2 separate regions of the Mus musculus genome follow, and region 2 is linked to region 1. Evidence: chromatin contacts called from public HiChIP or PLAC-seq data. All regions are on one chromosome and are shown on one strand. Each heading gives the region's core, a stretch centred on a gene start, on an enhancer-like site or on the middle of the called end of the contact. The rest is flanking DNA. Distances are from core to core; before and after follow the strand shown.

Region 1 (7,305 bases), core at 2,752-5,251:
AGGCTCCAGAGGACAGGACTGAGAAAGAAGATTCCGAGGCTATAAAGAGTGTTAGAAATGCTGTTTCCAGTGTCTCAGATTAACACAATCGGATTCCGAAAGAGAAAAAGACCTCACCATAACTAAACTTGAAACAAGCCCATTAAGAAATTTTGTTTTTGTTTTTGTTTAAGGAACTGAAATATTGGAAGCTATGCTAAAGAGAAGCAGATGTCTGACTTTCACATCCACCATCTCATCTGACCCAACCTCCACCCTAAGTTTCTAGGGAAGAAGAGAGTCCACCTCTCCAAACTGTTCCTTACCGAGCAGGTGGCGTTTTAGGAACGTTATTCGGCGCATGCATCCGTTATTCGGACATAGGTTAGTTAACATCCCCGCGGGCTTTGGGGCAGAACTCTGTAGTAATCAAGCTCATTTGCATTTTGCATGAAAACGTGAATACTTAATAAGTGAGGTGGAGGGACATCCAGTGGCCTCAGTTAAAAAAAAAAAAAGCATCTAGACTCTGCTGGACTGTGACCTCCCTCCGGCCCCCTCGCTCGCAGCGACCTACCTGCTTTGGGCTCTCTGCCCGCGGAGGGCAGCGCAAGTCCGGAATGGCCTCGTAGACATTCTCCGAGTCGCTAGGCGCCAGGGGCCGGGGACAAACCCAGGAGCCCGCCACGCTGGAGGCCTTGAAGTGGCCCGCGCTGCCGAGGAGGCCGGCAGGGGGCGCGGTACCGCCGCGCGCCAAGTCATCCAGGGACTGCGCCGGTCGCACAGGCGCCGCGGGCCGCACGTAAAGGCAGGCGGGCCCTCCCGGAGCCAGGCTGTTGCGCTGGCCACCGGTGCGCTGTCGTGCAGGGCCACACAGGGAGCTGGCGCGGCCCCGGGGCTCGGCAGAGGACCCATCGGCGCCCACCGGGGTGCTCACGAAGCGGTAGTCGTAGGCCAGAGGTTCCGGGACTGCGGGGCGCTGCTGCGGTACGGAAGGCTGCGGGGCCGGGGCAGGGTCGCCGAGCGCGGGCAGCTCGCGTACGTACTGCGCGGGGAGGTAGAAGGGGCGACCCCCGGGCTCCCGCCGCACGTGCCACCAGTGCTCGGTGCTGCGGCGCAGCAGTCGGTAACGCTCGTTCGGTTGGATGGCGATGCGGCGCCCGTCTTTGCCGGTGTACTCGAAGGGGTGTTCCACCAGCACGTACACGTCCCCCTCGACGTCCGCCGCCATCGCGACCACCGCGCTTTTCTGCAGGCAACAAGAAAAGGAGCCGCCAAGGTCAGGACTGCGCAGCGGGGAAGAGCATGGAGTCCGGGGCTCAAAGACAAGGGTTCGAGTCCCGCTCCTGCCCACGCCCACTGCATTCGGGCTTCAGTTTTTCCTTCTCTGAAATGGGGACGTGGATAAAATCATCTTCAAAGTTCCCATGCTTAAGATTCCATTCTGTGTCGTTGATTGTGAGATATGTGTCTCCCTGTCATCCCTTGGTGAGAACTTGAGGGTGATATAGGAATCCAACTTTACTCTGGGGGAAACCTTGGCTTAAAGATTTGCGGTGACTGCAAGATAGATAGCACATTTGCCTGAAGGTTAGGGGAACCTCATCTTCCCGGTTGGCGAATTGGGAATTAAGGCCCCTTTCCCGTCGCTCTTCTGCCCCCCGTCTCGCCACACCCTGACGCCTCCAGCCTGCAGGGAATCCGTGGAAAGCTCTTAAGTACCCCCTCCCTTTAGGAGTTTGCCCTCTAGGTGGGCGAGATTAACGACGGGGCGCAGGCTCTAGGGCAGCCCCCAAGTTGTTCTACCTTAGAAGTGTCCCTGTCTTATTTAATCCGGTGATTTTGACGTAGGGGCTTGGACAGCTAAGGTTGGAGAACCGGTTCTCTGGGTTTCTCTTCCCTTTCCCAGTGGCTTCGTCGCACACGTGAACCGTGAAGTCTGGCCCGCCCATTAGGGCCAGCACCGCCCCCTGCACGCCAGCTCTTCGGCAGCCTCTTAAGAGGCTTCCTGGTCTCTTCACCTGCCTAGGGGTCCTTCCCTACAAGGAGTGCCTGTCCGGGGGGGGGGGGGTAGCTTCTAGGGAATGCATTGCAACAGTGTCACCAGGGTCCTCTAAATCTCTTTGGAGTGATCATTATAACGCGACCCCCCCCCCCCCCACCAATGCTAGTTTTGTCTGGTGCCTGGTGTGTGTGTGTGTGTGTGCGCGCGTGAACAATCCCAACTGTGTGTCTTCAACAAAGTGAAGCAGGTGGCCTACTCCGGAAGTACTGGTCACTCCAAAACCTTACAATGACCACTCCGTTTATTGCCCTACAAGGTGGCCTGGGGACCAGCAGCGGGGTGTCCACCGTCTTGCTAAGGCTGATTTCTTTTTTCAAGAGTTCCTTGATGATGGAAGGGGTGTAAACTTAGTCACTGAGCATCCTGACCCGAGAGATGGTAAAATGGCAGACCAGAGCTGGCCGAGCAGAATCCTAGAAGTGTGTACCCTTGGGTTACGCCCCCTTTCCCAGGACCCCAACCGTGCACTCACGTTAGCTGGGAGGATCTCAGGCTGCCCATGGGCGGGGCTGACGGAGGGAAGCAGACTAGGCCTCTACCATATCTGTGGGAGGGACTTCCAAGGACCGAGACTGAAGAAACAGCGCGAAACAGGAGACACTGGGAGGAGAGGCGGAGACCGACACTTAGTAGGGCTGTTCCTAGTCCCCAATACAGCTTGTCTGAGAGGATGCGGAGAAGCCATAATGTCTGTGCTGGAGCCCTTGAGGTCTCCAGGAAAAAAAAAAAAGGCATGGGGAAGGGGCTGAGTGGAAGGGGTGCTGATGGATAGGCGAGCAGAGCCCAAGAGTCAGTAGGCCCTGCTCCCCCCCACCCCCTCAACGCTCAGAGGGGTTTGTTGTCCTAGAGGACCTGGCGTTCCGCGGGCGCGATGCTCTGGGAATGCCCGGCGGAGTTGGCTGTCTTGTCCTGGCATGCACATTCCGAGCGGGGCCTTTTGCTCCCTGAATCACGAACTGTGAGCCCTTCACAGCAAGATTAAGAGCACTACCCATTCCGGGAGCACCTCCGCCCTCTGAGGCTCTCTCTGGGAGCAGCCTGTCCGGGCCTGGAAAAACTAGAGTCCCTTTGCAGGGACGCTCACAGACAGGGGAGTGCTGTGTCTCCGGTTGTGTGACAAGAGGACCTGTGCCTCAGATCCTTCCATTATCTGGGGTGAGCGAAGAGAAGGGGAGGGATGCGAGAGCGGTGAGGAAGGCGCCCTTAGCCAGTAGGTCTCCTGTATCTTCTGCTCCCGGTCGTCCCTAGCTATAGCGTCACCAATATCTAAGTCAGCACTGGGGGACTTCGGCTGGTTCACCTCTCGCCCCCAGACAGAAGGCAGCCCTACACCTAAAGCTCCTCCCCGGGGTTTGGGCCTCCGGGCCCTCCTCCAGGTTCGCACTGCTCTAGCCCCAGTGCAGCGAGAAGGGCAGGCGGTGCGCGGGGCTCTAGGGTGGGGACGGCCACCTGGGGGCACCTTTCCCGCCCTCCCAATACTCAGCGCCATCCTCCCCAACGCCATTCCCCCCTCAGTCCAGCCCGGCCCGGGCACCTTAGAACTTTCGCCCGCTGGCCTAGCTTCCACTTGTCCCGGCAGACGCGCGTGGGGTCCGCGTCCGGAGCTGCCTGCTCCACAGCCCTGCTCCGGCGATGCCCTGTTTCCTGTTCAACAATATAACCGGCGGAGAGCGCTCGGCAGAACTTCCTCCCAAGCCGGGACTGGGCTGTGCTTGCAAGAGACAATCCCCGGTGTCCTGGCTTCCTGTCCCCTCTGGGCCGGGCCAGCGCTCTAGGAGCAGAGACGCCACCCTCCCCCCTCTTCCCCAGGATCCTGGGCCACACCTGACTGTCTCCGGGGAGGAGGCGGTGGCAGGGCCTGGATGGAGATCTGCGGGGGAGGCAGTTTCTCTCAGCTTCTGACCAGATTAGACTCCCACTGACCCTCATCCTTGTCGGAGGAAGTCACCGGCCACTCTGCAGGCGGCCGAAGTGCAGTTGCGGGATCCTCCCATTTTGGAAACTACCTGCCTCTTGGGAAAGCAGCCTTAGCACTCTGAGGTGTGCCTGTGAACACTTCTGACAAAGGCAAGACCCAGTTTTTATTTTCTCTGGCTTCCAAGAAAGAGTGGGGTTCAACTAGATGCTCCATTAGGGGCCGCTGAGCAGAGAAGGGAGCCCCCCACCCCCACTAGGCCGATGTTCCTCTAGTGTCGCAGGGCTAAGGGTTCAGCTGGACAGCCCTCCACCAATTCCTTTTTCCATATTTTGACTTGACTAGTTTTGTCCACTAACAAGTCCACACTGAGGTGGGTATCTTAGGATCCATTAGGGAAGGCACAAAATGAAGGGGTGAGCTCTTTCCCTCCACTCTACCTTTGTCCTTTCCTAGTTGCCCTAGTCACTCTGCCAGCCAGCCAGGTCCTTGTCCATACAGCAACCTGATGCCCAACTGTGCCACAAGCTAGCCTGTATAGACATGGGAGTACCCATGAGTCTCAATTTACTCCCATTACATGCTTGTGGGGACGGTTAAACGAAATAGACACTAAACACAACGATGGTGAGCGCATGTATTTTATTAACCTGTTCCTTTCATTATAGGAGGCACTTTCTGGGGATGAGAACTCCAGTTTGCCCATCCCCCTCTAGACAGGGGAAAGGGGAAACTGCCCTCAGAGGCACTGTGCTGAAGGTGGAAAGACAACCAAAGACAGCAGCAGCAGCAGCGCAAGTGCCAGGCGCCTCCCCCGGGCCTGCCACCCCCAACCTCCAAATCCAGTTCCTCTCCCTTTGCTCTGAGCCCTGAGAACCTGCCTCAAAGATGGCCAAGGAGCACCCACCCACTGGCTGAGGGCGCTCAAGGCCAGGAAACGAAGCCCTGGATGTTGTCTTTTTCTGTCCCATTTTTCTGCAACCTGGTTTCCCTAGGAATTAATCTGTTTCCTTCTTTTGTCCTAACAGGGGCAGTGGGGGGTGGGGGTGTTTGGTGGGGGTGGGGGCTTCTCCTGGAGCTCCTGGGGAAGGCTAGCAGTAGACAGGCCTCTGGAGTCTTTAATCCGTGAGTGTAGGTGCCAGGGCCCGGTTTCCTTGTTTGCCTCTCTCCATGCCCAGAGTCCTGCTTTTACAGGGTGTGTGTGTGTGTGTGTGTTTGAGAGAGAGAGAGAGAGAGAGAGAGAGAGAGAGAGAGAGAGAGAGAGAGAGAGAAAGGCACCCACCTGCGCCCGCAGCCTACATTCCCTCACTTACCTCTTCTCCCTCGCTGCTTGGTCAGGCAAGTGTGCTCCATGGACCCTGAAATGCTCAGTGCATAGGACTAAGGGGAGCCAGGTAGTGTTTCCCCAGAGCCAAATGATTGAGATTCAGAAACAAGACTGCTTAGAAAGGCCAGCTCTTTACTGCAAAATCACTCAAATACCACACAGCAGCAGTTTCTCCTCTGCACTGCCAAGGCTCACTTGTCAGAATATTGCATAAAATAGCATTTTTTCCAATAGTGTGGGCACTGCTGAGGTTCACGTGAGCACTCTTCTGGTGGGGGCAAGTCTCTCACTTGAGCAGTCAGTCAGTCGCTTAGTCAAGGACAGGGCCAGCTCTTATGCTCGCAGCCCAGACACTGGGAGGGCTCCATCTCCTAGACAGGTTCTGGAATACCCTCATGTGACAGGCCCACAGGGGACAGACTCTTGCCCATTCAGGATCCCAAAACAAGGAAAGGAGGCTCTGATCAGGTTGTAGTTTGGGGGACGTGTTAATGCTAGCTCGGGGGTGCAGATAGAGATACACTGGGTGGTTCTGGGGGCTTTGGTGTTTCAACCACTGGTGAGCGCTGTCTTCCATGACGGACAGATGAACTCTTGGCAGCCTCTGCCATCTGCCTTCCTACTCCTATGTTTTATTGCACAATTCAAGCTTCAGGTGACTCAGCTCATTCACCTCAGGGAGGGTGGGGTAACCTCCTCTAGACAGGACAGGCACATTTCCAGGGAGACCCTCCATTCCACCTGAGGCCCCTGGCTCTAAGTGCTCTGGGGTAGCCAGAGGGTTCAGGGGTTCAGGAGAGGAGAGCAGAGCAGAGCGCATCCCCACGCCCCTACATGCCTCAGGGCTGTGACCATCAACTTGAAAACAATTCCAGGATGTGGCCATCAGACCCAAGAGCCTCTTGAGGGCAACCCTACTCCTGGGAAGCCCTTTGGGTGCTGCAGTGTCCTGCTGGGCAGGGTGAAAACTCAAGAAATGCTATGAACTCAAGGCTTTGTGAGACTAAGGGTGGTGAAGCTCTGCAGGCAGCTTTGGGGCAAATTCTCCTCTCTCTGCAGCCCAAGGATGGCACCTCTCCACAGATGGAGCTTGGAGCTCTCTGGTTTCTAGCCTACTCTACCCTGCAGGGTAAGGGGGCATGGGGATGAGGTGGGCAAGGTCATGGCCTTCCTGAGCAGGGAAGGCTCAAAGTGCTGACAGTGCTGGTGCTGGTCACCCCCTGCTCCTGCTGTGCTGTACTCACAGCTATTAGGTAAGCCAAGAGCTCCAACAGAGGGAGGGACGCTTTACAGGTGAGAACGTGAGGAGTGGAGGGAAAGGTGGCCACAGAACCCAGCCTCACAATGACAGGCCATTTGGCACATGACACTTGCACTCTTGGCAGTATGTGCCAGAAAGGGCAGAGGCAAAGCACCCAGTCCAGATAGGCTAACCCAGCAGAGGCCTGTCCACCCAGCTCCATGCCTGCCTGGGCTGGGGCTGCTCTCACCCATCTGGTCGGGCGAAGGGTTGTATTTCTTGGGTGACTTGGGTAGGTCAAGAATAAAAAAATATTTTCTGTTTAACTATGAAGGGGGAAAAAACCTGCCTTAAAAAAACTAGACCTTTACTCAGGAGCATGGTGGCAATGCTCACCAGGCTTCGTTCCCACAGTGTACACATGAACAGCCCTAACGGAGGAGCCATGACAGCCGGGGAAGCCAGGCCCTGGGCAGAGGCACCTGCTGGATCCCCTCTTGGAGCAGAAGGGTTGTGAGGGGCCTCGGGCATCACTGGGACTTCCTGCGCCTTCTCGGTAGGCTGGAGCTCTGGGCACACCCGAGAGTCTTCCTTATAGGGAGAAGAGGAAGCCTAGGCCAATGACAGACCCAGATGGATGGCCCCAGAAAGTTGGGACAGCGGGGTTAACTGACAACGTTCTGTTCCTGGTACTTGCGCCGGCGGGCACATCGGGGACAGCCCTTCCTCACCACAGCCTGGCAGCTCTGATGGAAGACAGTTCTGCATTCAGCACACCT
Region 2 (7,305 bases), core at 1,953-4,452, 250 kb after region 1:
GTAGAGGTCTTGCCTACAATGCACAAAAACCTTGGATTTGATCCTCAGAATTATAAAAACTATGTGACAATGGATCCCTGTAATCCCAGAACTTTGGAAATGTGAGGTAAGAGATGCAAGAATTTATCAGGTCAAGCTTTGGCTATTTAGAGAGTTCAAGGCAAGTCTGAGCTACACGAGACTATATCTCAAAGGGGTAAAATATTGTCAAAACATTCGGGGTTAATGACCTTCAAATTCAAATTATGTAGTTGGCTAATTTCTTCTGTTTGATATAACTATTCAAAGTTAATATTAATTTCTTAAATCCTACTATGCTGTCTTAAACCTCTTTGTAAAGGCTAAATTAGTAAACATGTTAGGTTTCTAAGCCCACACACAGACCCAGAAACAATGGAGCCAGCTGTAAGGAACCAAAAACCTCTGAGATGAAGGGCCAAAATGAATCTTGCCTCCTTAAGTTGTTATCAGGCACCCTGCCACATCAGCTTGCACAAGTCTTATAAGAGTGTCAAAGCGCTCCCAACTCATGGGCTACAGTAAATGGGAACATGGACCAGACTTGATGGAGGTATGGCAAGATCCAAATAGAAGCATATGCCTTAGAAAACAAGGGTCATGTGAGTCTCAGTAATGGCTCAGATCTTCCTAACATCTTCCTTCTATAAATGGAGTTCTTCTGCTTGAAGCTTGTCTATATAATTTAGGAAATTTAAAATGCATAAAAGGCATTTTAATGTTAGAGATAGGCTGACACCCCCACAGACAGACATAACTGCAGATTTTCTTTTATCATGTTTTTAGAGCCAGGCTCTTGCCTAGCAGCCCTGGAGCAGGTATGAAAGCCACTATGTAGACCATGCAGATCTCCAACTTGCAGCAATCCTCCCACTTTCCACCTCCTCAGGGCTGGAATTATAGGCAAGCACTGCCAAACTACTCAATAATTGCGCAGTTTTATTGTTTGAAGAGATGTTAGTATCTAATCCATCCACAGACAACTCATTACTTACAAATAGATATGCTCAACTAACTTACAAAACCTGGAGGGATAGCAGGCCTTCGAATGACTCCTTATGTAATTCAGTCAGGTGATTTTCGCTGAGAATTCTGGAAAATTAAAAGGTTACCTGGATCAAAAACCATCAAACAGACGGAGAACATTGGTGGTGAAATGGGATGAAGAGATACATGCTGTCATGTGCTATTGCCTAGAGTGTAAGTTGGCACTACTTATTTTTAGGGCAGTTAAAATTTCATATGTAAAAACTATCCTAAAGGCTCTATTTCTAGATATCTGGTCTATAGAAACACTTGTCCAAGGTATACAGGACATTTATTACAGCCAGACAAGTAACAGAAAAACCAGATAGTCTCTAATAATCAGCAGGATAATATTAAATTCTCACGGATGTGTACACACTATAAAATATTAAACAGAACTGGAAATGAATAGTATAAGCCTCTACACATGTGAAAGAAAATTTTAAATATCATGAAGTGAAAACAAGAAGTTACCAGATGTTATCATTTATGTAAAAGTGATAAGGAAAGCAGAGACACTGTTATTTTCTATATGCAAATGTGTCTGATGGATATATACCAATTTAGAGTAGTGGTTACCTCAGAGCTGAGGAATTATGGCACAAGGAAGGTTTCAATATCCCTCTTACTTAACTACTAACCACTAAAAATGACATCATAGACTATTCCTGTACTGCAAAACAAATCTGCCTCTTATGAAACCCCACAACATTAAAATTAAAATTTTTGCCTGCACTAGTAAGGTTCCAACTCATGGTCTCGTGTACTAACACTGAACCACACCCCAGTCCTCATGCAACTTACCAGGAAAATGCAATCAATACCAATTTCTTTATTTAGTGAGATTAGAACTCCCTCTCTCTACCCTAAACCTTCCATGTTGAGCTATCAGAAATTTACTGGGTTGCGCAGAGGAAATGTCTTTCCTCAGACATAGTCACCTCAAAATCTGGACCAAAAAAAGGCCTTAGTGCACTATTTTGCATAATATTTGGAGAGAATATATCTATGCACACACACACACTACTCACAATTTCTCAGTCCAACGGTATACCTTCCATACATTTTTGTCAATGAAAGAAATATCATTTCCTTTGAAATTTCTGTGGAGAAACAGTTGATATAATTGAATAATAGGAAAAGAATAAACAGAATCAGTAAAAATCCTAACACCTTCATGGAAGTGCTCGATGCAGAATGAGGGACGCCACCAACTTTATGATTCCTGAATCTATCAGTCTCTGAGGAAGCACAGTTAAGAACGCCTGACTACTGGTGAGATACTTCCTCAAAAGGTCAACTTCTAATCTGACCCACCTTTTGGTTAAAAAGGAGAGTTAATTACTAAGTATTTTTACTGTGTCTAAATGAATTCCTTCTTTAAGCCCATAAAAATATATGTGATTTAAAATTTAATATGGTCATTAAAATAGGCAAATTTTTAATCACTATTAACTACTAAGAAACCATATTAGTAATACCAAAACTTTGCTTAAGGGCTGTCTGTTGAAGCCTGTGTAGGTGTTAGAAAGATGAAAAAATTATAACTAGTGAAAGAAATGTACTGGTGTGGAAATAGTTCTCAGACGTGCCACGTAAGGAAAAGACACAAAATCACTGTGAAAGGAGTTTTAGCTCATCTGTGAAAAACACAAATGAAATTGCATTTTGCACCCCAAAATCCAAGTGGGATTTATGTTATGGATGGTAGGGCACAGAAGAAGAGTGACAAGGTCTATGGAGTGAAGTGTATAAATTATCTTATAAACCTTGTATGTTTTGTTTCCATTTTGCATGTGTGCATGCAGAAGCCCAAGTTTGACGTTAATGGTTATCCACACTCACTCTTCTACTTTACTGAGACAGGGTCTCTCAATCAAACCTAGACTCTTGCCGATATAGTACATGTGTCAGCCAGATTGTTCCGGTAGTATCTAGCTTTCAAGCTGTAAGGTAGACTGTCAACACTAACCTGTCATTTACATGAGATTCTGAGGATCTGAACTGTAATCCCCATACTTGCAATTTGGACATGTTAACAACTGAGTGATCTACCCAGGTGTCCCACTCCCCCCACCCCATTTCCAGCCCTAATAATGGGATGGAGGGCATTGTGTGTGCTAGTCAAGCAATCTACCACTAAGCTGTATTCCTAGCCCTTTTGTCATCCTGAGAAAGTATCTTACCAGTACAGTCTAGGCTGGCCTTGAGCTTGTGATTCTCATTTTTCCCTAGTGCTAAGATTATAGGCACATGTCACCAAAAAGGCTTCCATGACATTTCAAAAATGAGAATCTATACATGAGTGCCACATGCTTAAAAGAAGCTATTAAATTTAGTTATGTTCAGTTTCTTTGTTCTTTGACTCACTTTGAGTATTTACCCTTCGTATGTTCTTACTTCAGTGAAGACTTTCTTGCTCAGTTTGAACATATTTTTTTATGTTAGAGAAGAAAAAAATCTTTTCACTTGATAGTGAACATCTCCTCTCACCTAAGCTAATTTTATGTTCACCAATAAAGGAAATGCCTACAACTGAACTCAACCCCCATGCTGCTCTCATTCCTGACTGCTGAGTCCATCTGTTAAACTGTCTTCCTCATCTTCATCAAGGCAAACTGTGGGCTCATTTTTTTTATTATTTTGAAATGAGCTCTCACCTATAAGCCCTGACTGGTGTGGAACTCGCTCTGTAGACCAGACTGACCTTGAACTCACAGAGATCTACCACCTCTGCCTCCTGAGTGCTGGGACTAAAGGCAGCATCAGTTCTCAACTCTTTAATCAGTCACTAAATCCTCTCCTCTCCTACTCTGTGGAGATTCAGGGTTTCCTTCCCACTACCAAATGGCCACAGTGGCTCAGTTCTCCCTCACTTTATTCCTAAATTTTGCTAGATCCTTCTACATGGTCATCGAGAATTAAGCTTTTCCCCTGGATCACTCAACACATGGGTGCTAAAATAATCCTATATCTGAGTGTTATGACACATGCCTATATTTGTTATTTAAGGGGCTGAGGCGGGATGATCATGAAGTCAGGACCAACCTATACTACATAGCAAGGTTCTGCCCTCCATTTAATAGTTTTTCAGTAGTTCTTGGAAATGTTCTATGGTTCTCTATAGCATACTGTGACTTTCAAACCACTAGAGTTGATATTCAAAGTATTTCATAATATGTCTCATTGCTTTCTCTTTGCTGGTAAGTGATTCCACTAAATCCTTATTCTTGTAGCTATGCCTTTACTTATGCTGTAATCCCTATTTTTACTTTATTTAAAAAAACACTTTGGGACAAAGGTTAAGATTTAACATAATATTCCCCCTTTCCTTGTCTAGTAATTCACATTCCAGAGAAAAACTTCATACATATATAGCTCCCATACTTCTTAGCCCTGAGTAGTGCACACAATGAATGTAAAATATAGAAAGCTAAGAACAAGAATGAGCTCTGGACAAAACTGAGAAATTTCAAAGTATTAACACCTAGCACTCATATATGCTAAGAACTAAGATAAATATTCCATGTATTTAACTAAGACTCACATCAGCCCTATGGAAGAGTAGCTATCAGACTTCCCATTTTACGGGTTATGAAGTTCATTCACAGCTAAGAATTCTTCCTAGAGTTGAGGAGCTACCACATGAAAGATCTGGGCTCCAGCCTCAGGAGTCCAGCTCTGCAATCTACGCTAATCAGTCTGTTACATCTTCACTAATGAAATAAATTATAAAGAGGGTGTAGTGAAACAGAAGAACGGACGTTAAGCAATGAATACGGAAAAAGAAAATTATAAATAAAAGTTTGGGGAAGGGGCACTGAAGTAAGAAGGAAAGTGAAGACAATAAAAAGCTGACAAAGCCAAGGTAAAAGCAAAAAGTCAATTGATGGGAGCTGGGGTGACAAGGAAGGTCTGGGAAGGCTTTGAGGGAAAGGTTGCCATGTCAGGCAGAATGTAAAACAGAAATAAGAAAAGGTGAGTCTTACAAGATAACAAAAGTGTCATTGTAGGTGTTGGGCCTTGGCACAGGCACTTGTTGGAGTCTCCATTTTGGGCTGAGATGAACACACAACAGTGTCTCATTTTCACACACGCAGAAGTCACATATTTTGGTGTAATTGTAGGCACTTTTTTCTATAGTTAAATCATTTTCTGTACTAGAATTTTCAGAATATGGAGTTATGGTAGATTCCATTTTCAAAACTTGAACTGTAGGGCTTGAATGTTTCTCAACCTGATCTGGAGATAGACTTGTTGTACCAGGCCACTTCGGAGTAAGAGCTGTAGTCTCTGGGGCTTTAGAATGTGTAATCTCTGGAGAAGCAGCTGTAGTTGTTGAGACTCCAAAATGTGTAGCCTCTGAATAAAGACCTGTAGTTGTTGGGACTTCAGAATATATAGCCTGTGGATAAGGAGCTGTGGTTGTTGGAACTTCAGAATGTGCCGTTTCTATAGCTGATAAATTTGAATGTTGAGTTTCAATATAAACTGAAGTTAAAACTATTGTTGGATAATACTCTACAGATTGGGCTACAGTCTCCACAGGTATCTCTGAAGGATGAGCTGGAGTCTCCATTATGGAAGAATGTTTAGCCATTGTATTAGGTTGTTGAGTTACAGAAAAATTTGAGTGCAAATGTGGCATTGGGACTTGAAGATGCATTGAAGAAGGAACTGTAGTCTCATTCAAAGTAGTAGAACGATAAACCTCGGTAGTGGAGCCAGAGGATTCAGAGAGCCCTAGGTCTAAAGGTCGATATGAAACATTGGGTGTTACATACTTAACATTACCTTCAATTATAGATGAAACCACTAGCTCTTTATATTCTAGAGTTTGAACTACACCCTCTTTAGGTGATTTGGTAATCTGAGTTGGGGCCTCCTGCACAGGTTTAGATTCCATAGTTTTAGGAAAAAACAGATCTAGATCAACTACTGTTCCCATTGAAGGTTCTGCATTGTGAAAGAGAATCTCTTCGGGCTGATGTTCTTTACTCTCCTTCACATTTGGTGGTTGCTGAGCCTGTCCAAGAGAAGGAAAAGATATGATGATTTCCTGATCCAAAGGCTGTAATGAAACATTGGGTGGAGTTGTAGAATCATCTTCACCCCCAAATGGAACTGGAAGCAAGCCCTCTTTATATTCTAAAGTTTGCGCTATAATCTCTTTAGGCAATTTTGTGATCTGAGATGGAGTCTCCTGCACAGGTTCAGATGTTGTAGTTTTGAGAAAAAACAGATCTGGAGGTTCAACTATCATTCCCAGGGGAGTATCTGCATAATGAAGAAAAATCTTTCCTGGTGTATAGTTTTTAGTCTCCTTTGGATTTGGAGGGTGATGAGTCCAACCCGGAGGTTGAGAAGATATGGTGAGTTCCTGATCCAAAGGCTGTAATGATATATTGGGTGGTGGTGGAGACTCCGCTTGACCCTCAACTGGGACTGGAGGCAACCTCTTCTTATATTCTAGAGTGTGAGCTGCAACCTCTTTAGGTGATTTTGTAATCAGACTTGGAGTTTCCTGCACAAGATTAGATTTTGTACTTTTGAGAAAAAACAGATCTGGAGGTTGAACTACCATTCCCATGGGAGGTTCTGCATAAGGAAAAAAATTATTTTCTGGTGTATGGTTTTCAGTCTTCGCTGCATTTGGAGAGTGGTGAGTATATCCAGGAGGCTGAGAAGACATGGTGAGTTCCTGATCTAAAGGCTGTAATGACATACTGGGAGGAGCTGGAGACTCATCTTGACCCTCAATTGGACCTGAAAGCACTCCCTCTTTATAGTCTAGAGTTTGACCTACAACCTCTTTAGGTGACTTTGTAATCTGAGTTGGGTTCTCCTGCCCAGGATTAGATTTTGAAGTATTGAGAAGAAAAAGATCTGGAGGTTCAACTACCGTTCCCATGGGAGGTTCTGCATAATGAAGGGAAATCTTTCCTGGTGCATAGTTTTTAATCTCCTTTGGATTTAGAGGGTTGTGATTCCAAGCAGGAGGTTGAGAAGATACGGTGAGTTCCTGATCCAAAGGCTGCAATGACATTTTGGGTGATGTGGCAGACTCATCTTGTTCTTGAACTGGAGCGGGAAGCACCACCTTTTTATATTTGAGAGTTTGAGCTGCAACCTCTTTAGGAGATTCTGAAATCTGAGTTAGGGTCTCCTGCACAGGTTTAGAATTTGTAGTTTCGAGAAAAAACAGATCTGGAGGTTCAACTACCATTCCCATGGGAGGATCTGCATAATAAAGAAAAACCT

What was found. HiChIP or PLAC-seq counts read pairs in DNA pulled down with a chosen protein or histone mark.
Region 2: a contact with region 1 is called in an H3K4me3 HiChIP or PLAC-seq map of embryonic stem cells, with 4 times the contacts expected there. The contact joins the enhancer-like site here to the promoter of Arhgap27 in region 1. A contact is called at or near these places in 4 of 39 promoter capture datasets (the 3T3-L1 cell line, 3T3-L1-derived adipocytes, hippocampal neurons and 1 more), 2 of 484 Hi-C or Micro-C datasets (cerebral cortex and myocytes), 5 of 115 datasets of contacts at active chromatin or transcription factors (bone marrow-derived macrophages and embryonic stem cells) and 1 of 9 other capture datasets (pancreatic islet).

The regions. Positions count from the first base shown.
Region 1 is chr11:103,359,691-103,366,995 of GRCm38.p6, forward strand. It overlaps Arhgap27 (Rho GTPase activating protein 27), which reads right to left and starts at 4,002. Exons shown (of 18, transcript NM_001205236.1): 1 at 3,579-4,002; 2 at 2,517-2,644; 3 at 557-1,228. The coding sequence starts at 1,210. Plekhm1 (pleckstrin homology domain containing, family M (with RUN domain) member 1) reads right to left here. Exons shown (of 12, transcript NM_183034.2): 12 at 4,585-7,303. The coding sequence ends at 7,192.
Region 2 is chr11:103,607,844-103,615,148 of GRCm38.p6, forward strand. It overlaps Gm884 (predicted gene 884), which reads right to left and starts at 6,896. Exons shown (of 14, transcript NM_001033434.2): 1 at 5,034-6,896; 2 at 2,076-2,147; 3 at 1,039-1,110. The coding sequence starts at 6,769. Within about 2 kb of position 3,203, at least 3 of the 459 cell types and tissues checked have an H3K27ac peak or open chromatin away from gene starts, as enhancers often do. A contact at or near this core is called in embryonic stem cells, where this site is marked.